Regions from separate parts of the Danio rerio genome. Here region 1 is linked to region 2. The links are chromatin contacts, called in public HiCAR-type maps. All regions are on one chromosome and are shown on one strand. The core of a region is the stretch at or near the end of the contact, and the rest is flanking DNA. Distances in the headings are between cores, read along the strand shown. Region 1 holds the start of ppm1g (protein phosphatase, Mg2+/Mn2+ dependent, 1G). Region 2 overlaps LOC141377107 (a long non-coding RNA gene).

What was found. HiCAR-type assays count read pairs that join an accessible place to other places.
Region 1: a contact with region 2 is called in a HiCAR-type map of caudal fin, with 10 times the contacts expected there. The contact joins the promoter of ppm1g here to the enhancer-like site in region 2. A contact is called at or near these places in 9 of 18 Hi-C or Micro-C datasets (caudal fin, embryo, fibroblasts and 2 more) and 2 of 4 datasets of contacts at active chromatin or transcription factors (caudal fin and gastrula embryo).

The regions. Positions count from the first base shown.
Region 1 is chr13:6,216,387-6,222,349 of GRCz12tu, forward strand. ppm1g (protein phosphatase, Mg2+/Mn2+ dependent, 1G) reads left to right here and starts at 2,772. Exons shown (of 12, transcript NM_201488.1): 1 at 2,772-2,924; 2 at 3,098-3,326; 3 at 3,888-3,957; 4 at 5,511-5,596. The coding sequence starts at 3,216.
Region 2 is chr13:6,035,472-6,041,996 of GRCz12tu, forward strand. The region is part of intron 1 of LOC141377107 (a long non-coding RNA gene); the gene reads left to right. Among named protein-coding and RNA genes, the nearest start is that of phf10, 29 kb to the left of the region's middle. Within about 2 kb of position 3,315, at least 3 of the 62 cell types and tissues checked have an H3K27ac peak or open chromatin away from gene starts, as enhancers often do. A contact at or near this core is called in caudal fin, where this site is marked.

The DNA.
Region 1 (5,963 bases), core at 1,522-4,021, 180 kb after region 2:
TGTTTATTTTTCAAATGAACATATTTTTGCTTAGCGGATAGACCACAGTTCAGAAGCGCTGACAAAGACATTTTGAGTATTTTTAAAGTACTGTAAATATTTGCTTACACACACAAAAAAAGTATAATCTGTTTCACTATTTTTGTGGAAGCTTAATTAATTTTTCATGGCAGGGTTGACATTTGCATGGATTTGCTCATATGTTAATATTAATTGTGTCAATGTAATGATGTGTGTGTTTGTGTGTGTGTGTGTGTGTGTGTGTGTGTGTGTGTGTGCGTGCGTGTGTGTGTGTGTGTTTAACTGTTAAACATCACTTAGGAAATATTAGTACCATTAATTTTGATATATATATATATAAATATATATAAATATATATATATATATATATATATATATATATATATATATATATATATATATATATATATATATATATATATATATATATATATATATAGTTTATCAAAATTAATGGTACTAATATTTCCTAAGTGATGTTTAACAGATTCAGGAAATTTTCACAGTATGTCTGATAGTATTTTTTCTTCAGGAAAAAGTCTTATATTTTAGAATAAAAGCAGTTTTTATTCGTTTTAAACCCATTTTTAAGGTCAATATTATTAGCCCCTACAGCAATATTTTTTTGATTGTCTATACAGAACAAACCATTCTTAATGACTTGCCTAATTACTTTAACTTTAACCTAATAAACCTAGTTTAGCCTTTTAATGTCACTTTAAGCTGATTGCTAGTATCTTGAAAAATATCTAGTCAAATATTATTTACTGTCATCATGACAAAGATAAATGAAATCAGTTATTAGAAATAAGTTATTAAAACTTATGTTTAGAAATGTGCTGAAAAAATCTTTCTGTTAAACAGATATTGGGGAAAAATATACAGGGGGCTAATTATTAAAAGCAGCTACTTGGTTATCTCAAAGCAGGGGTCTTTTTCTAAAAATGTGGACTTTTTTAGCAGTTATTCACCTAATTTACAATGTATGAGATTTAAATACTGTATTTTAGTGACATTTTAAACATTATTTTAACCAAATATATTTTCTAAAGATTTAGAATAAAGGAAAATTAATAAATACTTATTGTTAAAATACAAATGTATTAGGAATCTGTTGAAGTTTTAAATTAAAAACTGTAGCCTATTGTAGCTTTAGCTTACAAACTGGCCAGAACATTCAACTGTCCTCTGTCCGAATTTGGCTATTTAAATAATAAAAAATAAAACATAACCATAATAAAAGAGCTTCACAATTTTTCTAGCCTCTCTTGTAAAAAAGTACATTTGATTTGATTGAAAATTCATAAATAACAAAAATAGTCAAATTTTTTTTTTATTTAATTTTAATATAGCATTTTGCTTGGTCTTAAAGCCTTTTTCAGAGTATTAATTTGACTATTTACGATGACATAGCAGTCAACATAAGGCAAATGAGCTCATGTATGGGACCAATTCTGGATCTTTGTCATTGAGGGGTGAGTTTTTTCAACCACCCGAACTCCTCTGGCTATGGGCCTGCAAAGTTACTTTGAATAAGGTTCAAATTGGGATAATTTTGACACTTACCACCACTTTTTTCAGGTTGGAGCTGGAATTTATGTATTTGCTGCTGTGATGTCAGTTCAATGTAGCGTGTTGTCAGACTATTGTTGTTTACACCTTGGAGTGAAAACAGACTGAACTTGAGGACGGGTGACCTGGTCCGATAAAAACACTACACAGACAGCATGATCGTCCTTCTCGGAACCGCAAATGGCCATGGCATGACCGTATAACTCGCACGTCTCCTTCGTCAACACACAGGCGTGCGCCGGGCGGCCGCGCACGCTAACAGTATAGCAACCTCTCGCGATACAACCTCTCCAATGCGGCGCCACGCGATATTTGCAAACAAAACATATGGATCTTTTTTATTATCATTTGACAGTAATGGAGGAACGCCGCGAAATGTAGCGAAGAGTACTGATTTTTCTCTAATAATTTACTTGAATAAAAGTACACATATTTAAATTTACTCAAAAAGTACACGTTACCCAATAATTTTACTCAAGTAAATGTAACGAAGTAAATGTAACTCGTTACTACCCACCTCTGAAACTAATTATCATGTAAAGCAACACACCCCTAAAACAACGACCTGTGTACATCCCCCCCCTCCCTAACTCACACTTTTTAACACATTATAATAAAAAATCTAAACTGTGTTTTAAAATGAACCTAAACTTGCAGAAGAACCATATAATAATAATAAATCTTAAAAAAGGGGTAAACTAGGTGCCCTTATTTTCAATACAGCAATACCTGACTATAAAAAGATGACAATTTTGAAGAAAAACTAAACCAGAAAAAATGTTTATGTCGAAGGTAGGTTTAAAGCCACTTCAGCTTAAGGGTACCCTTCATAACATCAAAATCAGTTGCATTCAATCCTCCCTCCTTGATTGGTTTCACTACATCTGATTTTCTTAGATAATGATGCTTATTCTTCCATAGAAAAGTATATTGCATTCGATTCAGATTTTTAATGCACCTATCAGATGTACTTACAGAAAAAGATGGGTAAATCATTCTGGAAAGTGTTGTACCTTTTGTAAAACAATTATACCAAAAATAGATAGATTCCTTTGAACCCACAAATTTATTATATTTTGACTTTTTTTATATTAGTCTCTGCAATCTATTGTTAACTATTATTTAAACCAAAAAAAAAAAAAGAAATTCTAAAAACCACGTGCATGCGCGAACTCACAATAGACTTCCGCTTCCGGTGTGCCTAAAGTCCGCTCTCTGCGAAATGGGTTTGTTGCTGGACTGTTGATTATGTTGACTCACACGTGTTAGGGGCTTTTTTGCTTTTAAAAAGAGGCTCTGACTGCATCAACGTTTATCCCCATTCGCGTTTAATGTGAGCTCGCTCAGTTTCAGGCAGGCCTGCCCGGACTCTCCATCATACCTGAGTGATTGTTCATTTAGAAACTCCAGCAGCATCAGCAGTGTTAGCAGCAGCCCATCAGCTAGCAGCAGTAGCAGGGTAAAACACCGGTTTACTCTCATCCAAGCTTCACTTCGCTCTGAAATGTGACCAGAATCTAGTTTTTACAGACGTATTACCTTCTTTGAAGTCAGTGGATTGGATTAAGTGGATTTATTTAATTTTACGCGTTTTCTTTTCACTAAATCTCACTGCACACATCATGGGGGCTTACTTGTCTCAACCCAACACGGAGAAGAGCACTGGCAACGGCGGGAGCAAGAACTTGAACTATGGGTTCTCGGCCATGCAGGGATGGCGAGTGTCTATGGAGGTAAAACAACCACTTTAATAATATTAAATAGGTTTTGTTACTTTAATTTGCTGATAGATGGATTGCTAATGCTATTAACGAGCAAATGTACGTGAATTATATGTTATTAAAACTATTGAGGTAAAGTTGTTCATATATTCAGACTTTCTCCGTAATAATATGAATTCAGAAAAGTATTCTTTGCCAATTTTAAATGTGAAGATCATACTAGCAGCCTGTGACTATCAAAGTACATTGTTCACTCAGTTAAATGATGCTAACGTTGCATTGGAGTCATACTTGTATGCTACTTCAGACCGAATATTCAAAGTAACGTTACCATGGTAAACAATATAAGGAGCATGTCACCGTTCACAAATGAACGAATGTGTGAATATAAAACCAACTTTAACTCCATTTCAAAGCAGTGTATATTTGCTTTTCAAAGTTAAGTAATGCTAGTCAGTATTTTTTTGTCTAGTGGGAGGAGTGACGTGCGCGGATTTTGGCGCCAGTGAGGTCAGAGGGTGACTCCCGCCTCAAGCTCTCGGTTTTTCTTCATAACCTGTTTTTGTTTCCTAGGACGCGCACAATTGCATCCCGGAGCTGGACGATGAAACCGCTATGTTCGCTGTCTATGATGGCCATGGAGGTAAGATAATAGTATAAGGATTTAAAGATGAGGAAGAGAGACTCGTTTCTGTCAGTTGTCCGGCCTCCGATGTTTCCAAAGCAGTCTGTTCATTAATGGGATAGTTCACACTAAAATGATTCTTCACTCACTATTTACTCTTCCTCAAATGGTTCCAAATCTTTGACTTCCGTTAAAGGCCACCTATGATGGAAATCAACTTTTGTGAGCTGTTTGGACAGAACTGTGTGTAGGTATAGTGCATACCTGTCAACATTGGGATGTGAAAATAAGGGATATGCCCACCATAATAAGGGATTCCCCTGACCCCCTTTAGAAAAAATTCCCCAAATTACTTAATATGCTCATTTGCAGCTGTTTCGTTGTAAATAAACAGTTCAGTGGTCAGTAGTATGTTTTATTATTATTTACAAAAGAAAACATAAATAGTATACATTAGCAGCAAATTAGCAAACAGTTCAGCTTATTAAAATTAATAGCTATTATTGAAATGTAATAGAATTAAATCCCATTAGCCATTTCTTCACTGTATAACATACACATTCTGATTAAAGAGCAACGAATGCATGATTTATTTAGATTTTTTTCCCCTTTGTTTACATTAAATAACAAGTGTCACTTTAAAAATGCACACATCTAATGTTATAATGAAAGCATTCAATTGCTAAATTGCAGCTGTTTATGCTCATTTAGGACGAAATTATTTGTGATTGGAAAAATAAAAAACACCAAGATCGATATCTTTAGATATTATTATTTTTATTTATGTGTATATCTGTTGAAACACGCACCCAAAACCCAGTCTTTTGCTCCGCTTCAAATCTTGAGTACAGAATCCGTTTGGGAAAACAGCGTCTGTTTATAACTATGGAGCGCGTCAGCTTACAGTCATGCAGCGCTATATGACTGTTTTGAGGATTGCATATGAAGGGGAGACGGCACCTGCAATGAGTAGGAAGAGAATCGCGCCGTTTTAATGTTTATTTCAAAGTGTTTTCATGCCTAAACAAAGCGAAAGCACTGAACAGACTCGCATTTAAGAGCAAGGGGCGGTCCCTAGTGGTTCGGCGGTATAGGTTGCGTATGGGAGGATCGACTAATTAAGGTTTATTTGCCACCTTTCAGAGAAAGACTAAAAATACGGGAAAATAACTTTACGGGATCATGGATCATTTTTCTGCTGATTGAGCTGCTCTGAGACATTGGTAACTTATAACAGGCTGCTCACTCCAACGATTTAATGAATAACATTGTAGTTGTATTTAGACATTTATAATTTCATTTTCACATTTTCTTTTTAATTAAAATAGTTAGTGAGCATCCAAATGGAGAGTAACAGATTCATATTATTCATTAGCCATTGCTGACTTTAACTTTTATTTGGCGAGTGGCAGTTTTCGGTCCTGGACATGAGGGTGAGCAAATTTACAATCGGTTTAGCATTCCTAAATGTGGACCAAAATGGATTTTCCTGGATGTTCTCACATAATTCATCAGTTAATTTTCAGAGTCTTCATTGAGTTTGGGCACACTCTGTTATGTTGTTTCTCCAGGTGAGGAAGTTGCTTTGTATTGCTCCAAGTACTTACCAGGCATCATTAAAGAGCAGAAGACGTATAAAGAAGGCAAGCTGCAAAAGGTAAACCTTGCTGATCTGTTTAAGTTGTTTATTGTTAAGATATGACTAATAGGTTTGTCCATTATGATTTCTTCAATGACAGTTACCTTGTGCGATTTTGAATGGGTTTCATTGTATTTATTATATTTGTATAAATCCAAGTTGCTTTTGCCATGAAGATACTCTAGCCAATGAAGGTTATATAGCATTTAATAGAAGATGCAATATGATGACATTTACCACCAGCTCTGTGGCTCAAATCAACTCCTGCTTCCGCTTGTACTGAAGACATTGTAGAATCCACATAACATAATCTGATTTGAAAGCAGCTGGCATTTTAAATGCATCTCTGCCATTGTCATTATTGTTTTGTATGTGACTTTACAGT
Region 2 (6,525 bases), core at 2,065-4,564:
ATTTGTTTCACAGTGAACAATTATCGCGCTAACGATTATTTTCCGACATTTTGTGCAACTCTAATTCAGACCTGACATCATGAATTTTAAAGTGAGCAGTAGGAGGAGGAGTCGGACACACACACGGGTTGTTTTAACTACACCACAACACAAGTCAGTCAGTCGTCTCTACTTTCACTGCCTAGTAAATGGGAACAGTGTTTTTGCATTGTGTTTTGTTGTGCAGCAGATGCCACGTGGAGGTCAGTCGCGAACGACAGGTAACAGGTGTGTGAATGTGTGTTTGACGGCTGCTCTGATACCTAATATAGGCGTGTGTGTGTATGTGTGATACAATGGACACGCAAACCTGCTCCTCGGGAAAAGGCCTCGTAACAAAGACTTCTGCTTTCCATTGAGCGTCCGCCGCTGTTTTGACCGAGCCACAGCTGATGTCTGGCTCTTCACAGCTTGTGTTGTGTAATTGGATCTCGTCAGCGTCGGGTAACTTTTTAAAAGCTCCCTTTGGACAGAAGATAATATGCCAGCCTAAAAGAAAAGCAGCAGTCTGCACAATATAGCTCATAATCAAAATAGATCCTAAAATTGTCCACATATAAGTGCTTTCCAAACTAGAATATCATCAAAAAGTTGTTTTTAATGGTCTAATTATCAAATTTTCTGAGATACTAATTTGTCTTTTTTTTTGCTAGCTGTAGGCAACCATACTCATAAATAGTTAAAAGCAGTAAACACACTGAAAAAAAAAATGATTAATTAGATTTACTATAAATTTTAAAATGTAGACAAATTAAATGTATAGTGTTCAACTTAATTTTTTTAAAATTCAGCCCACTATAAATTCTTTGCAACCACTTACCTTCATTTTCATTTCATTCATTTTCTTTTTGGCTTAGTCCCTTTATTAATCAGGGGTCGCCACAGCGGAATGAACTGCCAACGTATCCAGCACGTTTTTACACAGCGGATGCCCTTCCAGCCGCAACCCATCTCTGGGAATTATCCACACACACTCATACACTACGGACAATTTAGCTTACCCAATTCACCTGTAACGCATGTCTTTGGATTGTGGGGGAAACCGGAGCACCCGGAGGAAACACACGAAAACACGGTGAGAACATGCAAACTCCACACAGAAAAGCCAACTGAGCTGAGGTTCGAACCAGCAACCTTCTTGCTGTGAGGCGACAACGCTACCTACTGCGCCACTGCGTCGCCTGAACCACCAATTTATCCAGCAAATGTTTTATGCAGCGGATGCCCGTCCAGCTGCAACCCACTGCTGGGAAACATGCATACAAACTTATTCGCACTCATACACTACGAACAATTAAGCCTACCCAATTCACCTGTATCGCATGTCTTTGTACTGTGGGGGAAACTTAAGCAACCGCAGGATACCCACGCGAACACGGTGAGAACATGCAAACTCCACACAGAAACACCAACTGACCCAGCCGAGGCTTGAATCAGCAACCTTCTTGCTGTGAGGTGAACGTGCCACCCACTGTGTCGCCCCAAAATTAATATTAAATGTGAAAATGTGAAATATTAAGGGATAGTTCACCCAAAAATAAACATTTTCTCATAAATTGTTCGTGCTCAATTGGTTCTAAAACTTAAATTTCTTTATTCCTTGTTAACAGAAAGTAGACTATTTTTGAAGGAAGCAGCACAAGTCATAATTGGCTTCAATAGTAAAATACTATGGAAATGAATGGTTACAAGATTCCAACATTTATCAAAATACATTCCTTTGTGTTTAACAGAAGAATAAAAATAATAAAGGTTAGAAAAACGTAAAGGGGAGTAGGCTAAATAATAACAGAATTGTCATTTTTGTGTGAACTATCGCTCTAAATAACAAATACAATGTATTCCCACAATACCTCATTATTCTCGAAATATCATTATTCATATGCTTATTTGGGGTTTGAGGCTTTTTCATATTTAAACTTGAGGAAACCATATTTATCCTACCTTGTCAGATTGTCCTACCTCCTATTCAAAAAGTAGGTGACGCAATATGCTACCCATCAAATTTTGCTACCAGTGTAAATTTGAATGTTGAGAAGTGTGATATAAAGCTGTAACACCGTCCTAACCCCAACCTCAGAACCATTCAAATACAGTATTGGTATAGTAGTCACTTTACAATAAGGTTCATCAGTTAATGTTAATTAATCCATTTACTAACATGAACAAACAATGAAAAATACAATTACTACTGTATTTGTTCATGTTAGTTAACATTAGTTAATGAAAATACAGTAGTTCATTGTTAGTTCATGTTAACTCATGGTGCATTAACTAATGTTAACAAGCATGGACTTGGATGTTAATAATGCATTACTAAATGTTCAATTATGATTAATAAATGCTGTACATGTGTTGTTCATGATTAGTTCATGTTAGTAAATGCATTAACTAATGAACCATATTGTAAAGTGTTAGCGGTATAGCTTTGTTTGATGGGAAGGATAAGATGTCAGGACAGCTGTTCAGCTTGTGTTCTGGTGATATTTTAGAGGATTTGTGATGTCAGTTTTCCTCACCATAGAAAATATAATGAGTCACGTCACAACACACACTGTTGACAAAGACGTTCAGCAGCTAGAATTTGCCATTTTGTAAAAGTATTTATTAAAATAAATGACAATCAATCTGTGGTTGAGTTCCGAACGTAAAAAAAAAATGCTTAGAATAATTGAGGGCAAAGTCATGGTGGCACAGTGGGTAGCACGACCGCCTCACAGCAAGAAGTTTGCTGGTTCGAGCCCCGGCTGGGCCAGTTGGCATTTCTGTGTGGAGTTTGCATGTTCTCCCCGTGTTGGTGTGGGTTTCCTCCTGGTGCTCTGGTTTCCCCCACAGTCCAATGATATGCGCTATAGGTGAATTGAATTAATTTAATTCGCTGTAGTTTATGTGTATGAATGCAAGAGTGTATGGGTGGAAAGGCCTGCGTAAAACATATGCTGGATAAGTTGGTGGTTCATTCCGCTGTGGTGACCCCTGATTAATAAAGGGACTAACCTGAATAGAAAATTATCAAATAAATCTTTAAGGAACTGTGGTAATGTTAACATGCATTAAAGTAAATCTGAAGTAAAACTAACATGAAGAAAAAAAATACATTTAGATGAGAGGGAAACTCAGTTTTCTGCCTCAGCAGAGTGCAGTCAGTTATACAGCTTTAATATATTAGAATATTTACAGAGTTAATTTACATTTTATTGTGTTATTATCGAGTGAAAGTCCCTGTGGTTGTTCATGGAGGAAAGGGAGGAATTACTTTATGAACCACTGGAGGGCGCAGTTACTCTGTTTTCAGCTTTTCTCTCTGTAACAGCACGAGCACTTGCTAGTCAAGAACAACAAGAAAAAGCTAATTAAAATATCAAAATAAACGTCACCAAAAGGACGGCTCACTGTCGAGTTAAGTCCCTGAGTAGGTACATTTCTGGATATCATTTGTGAGATATAAAAACTTTCTTAGATTAAAACAAGCTTTTTCAAAGCTGGCAAAAGCCTGATTTAGCTTCATAACTCTTTAACCCTCGACACAAATTCCCAATTTAATCGGTGGGTTTATGTGCAATTATGGGTTTAGGAATAGCCAAATGATCTAAAGCCACCAGGCAAGCCATAATGTCATGTGGTTAAAAAAAAAAATTGCAAACGACTTAAAGAGCACAACAAATCCCTAAAAGCATTTAAATATTATTGTTATAGTTAATTCTATAACTTTAGCTGCTTTAGCTAATCTTGTTTAGTGGCTAATTGCTGGCAGTAAACTTCAAACTCTAAAGAATGGTAAGTAACATACACAATCACTGCAAATTATTCCATCCTTGCAATTGTACGCTATATAGCTAAACATTGTTGGTATACAGATTGTATATACATCGTGGGTAGCTATGTTGATTATATTATTCTTTCATTTATTTTAGTCCCTTTATTAATCTGGGGTCGCCACAGTGGAATGAACCACCAACTTATCCAGCACATGTTTTACGCAGCAGATGCCCTTCCATTCGCAACCCATCACTGGGAAATAACAATACCAGCTGAGGCTCGAACCAGCGACCTTCTTACTGTGAGGCTACATCATACCTACTGTGTCACCGCGTCACCTTATATCATATTATATTATTTTTTATTATATTATATTATATTTTATTATATTATATTATATTAATAACCCCATTATGTAATAAACAGCTATACTTGGCTCAAGCCACTGTTACTAGCTCTGAAATTAAGTTTTGTAATTACTAATCCAAAAGTTTATGTTCTTATAGTTATTAATCACCTTTTTCTATTTAGTCTGTCTCTAAAAGTGAGGGTCACATATCCCACCAGCTCTGGCCCACACAGTCAGCTTTTGCTTGGCCTACATGCCGCAGTGAATTATAGTACATGGCTGGACCAAGTCTTCCCAGATAGCAAAGAATTCTGGCCCAGATTTTGCATAAAGCTGGCCCAGCAGGCATTTAATCGGCACTGGCATACATCATGTGGGCAAAACATGTCCTGGGTTTGGCAGATGTTGCACCATCTTTAAGGTGACACACAAGACTTGGGCCAGATATCAAATAAAGTATTTGGCCCAGATGTTAAAAATGTATATGTGGGCCACGTAATTTTGGTCTTGACCAGGGCCGGCGTGTCTATAGAGGCAACCTAGGCGGCCGCCTAGGGCGGCAGAATCGAGAGGGCAGCACTACCCGACACTACCCTCACCACCCGCGCCCTATATCCGCGTAGGGCAGCCGAATAGAGAGGCCGGCGTCCGCGACACTACCCTCACCACTGGCCCTCAGTTATATCCGCGTCTAGTGAGGTATTATACCCCGCGCTTTCACTTCAGGGTTGAGAGTGGAGAGCGTCCTTTGCCTAGAGTGGCAGTTCAGCTTGCTCTGGCCCTGGCCTAGACCCAATTTAAAAATACATTTAATTATTATTTTTTGATTAAAGAAACAATTCTACCAATTAGGTCTCTTCGAGAAAAAGTGCGACCATAAAGCAAAATGCTCCATGGGTTTATCAAATTCATAACACCAACATGACACCAACTTATGTGACACGAACATATCTGACCCAATTATCGGTTGTTAACTTGACTGAGGCTTGGCCCAGATATGGTCCATGTTTGGCCTTTGTATGGAAGCCAGACTTGGTCCAATCATGTACCGTAATTCACTGCAGCATGCGGGTCAAGCAAAAGGATGATTGTATAGGCCAGATCTGGGCTAGAGAAATTTTGCTATGTGGGATGCATTAACATTGAGGTAGCAAAGAATTCTGGACCAGACTTGGCATAAAGCTGGCACAACAGACATCTGTCTGACACTGGCATATAGTATCTGGGCCAAACATGGATCTGGTTTGGCAGAGGTGGCAGTGTCTTTAAGTGACTTGTGCCAGATCAAATGTAGTATTTGTCTCAGATGTTAAAAATGTGTATGTGGCCCACATAAGTTTGGCCTATCTTGACCCACTTTTAAAATACGTTTCAATTATTTTTGAGTAAAGAAAAAAATCTACCAATCAGCTTAGAATAAAAGCATGGCCATAAAGAGAAATGCTTCATGGGTTTATCAAATTCATTGCATTAATGACACACCAACCTATCTGACCCAGTTCAGGCCCAGTTATGGTTATTACTTGGCTGAGACTTGGCCCAGATATGGTCCACGTGTGGCCCTTTTATGGAAGCCAGACTTGGTTCAATCATGTACCGTAATTCACTGCGGCATGTGGGCCAAGCAAAAGCTGATTGTGTGGGCCAGGTCTGGGCCAGAGAAATTGTGCTATGTGGGATGCATTAACACTGAGGTAGCAAAGAATTCTGGACTAGATTTGGCATAAAGCTGGCACAGCAGGCATTTGTCCGACACTGGCATATAGTATCTGAGCCAATGCTATGTGGGTTACTTCCAGACAAGGGTCAAACATGGACCATATCTGGGCCAAATTTCAGCGAAGTTAATAACCCATAGCTGGGCCTGAAATGGGCCAAATAAGTTGGTGTGTCACGATTGCAGTGACATTGATAAACCCATGAAGCATTGCACTTTAGCTCTGCTATGGGCATACTTTTTCTCAAAGCGACCTGATTGGTAGAAGTTTTTTTTTTTCTTAAAAATAATTTAAATGTATTTTAAATGTGGGTCAAGATAGGCCAAACTTGCTGTACTGTACATGCTGTGTGCCAGTGCCGGATGAGTGCTTGCTGTGCCAAATCTAGGCCAGAATTCTTTGCTACCAGGGAAAGCATCCATTTAGAAAACAGTAGTTTGATGTGTAGGCGTAGGATTACTCTGCCTCTTGTACAACCGTGTGACCTGTGTCCAACAAATGAATAGTGCTTGTCTCAGAATATCAAGAATCAATAATTTAAACAGGTAACCACATGGAAGAGAAAACCCCATTACAGGCTTTAAACAAAAGTTTTTTTTCTTCTACTTTTTGCATACTCAGAGGACAATTGGGTAACAAATAACAATACTTTCGCCCATA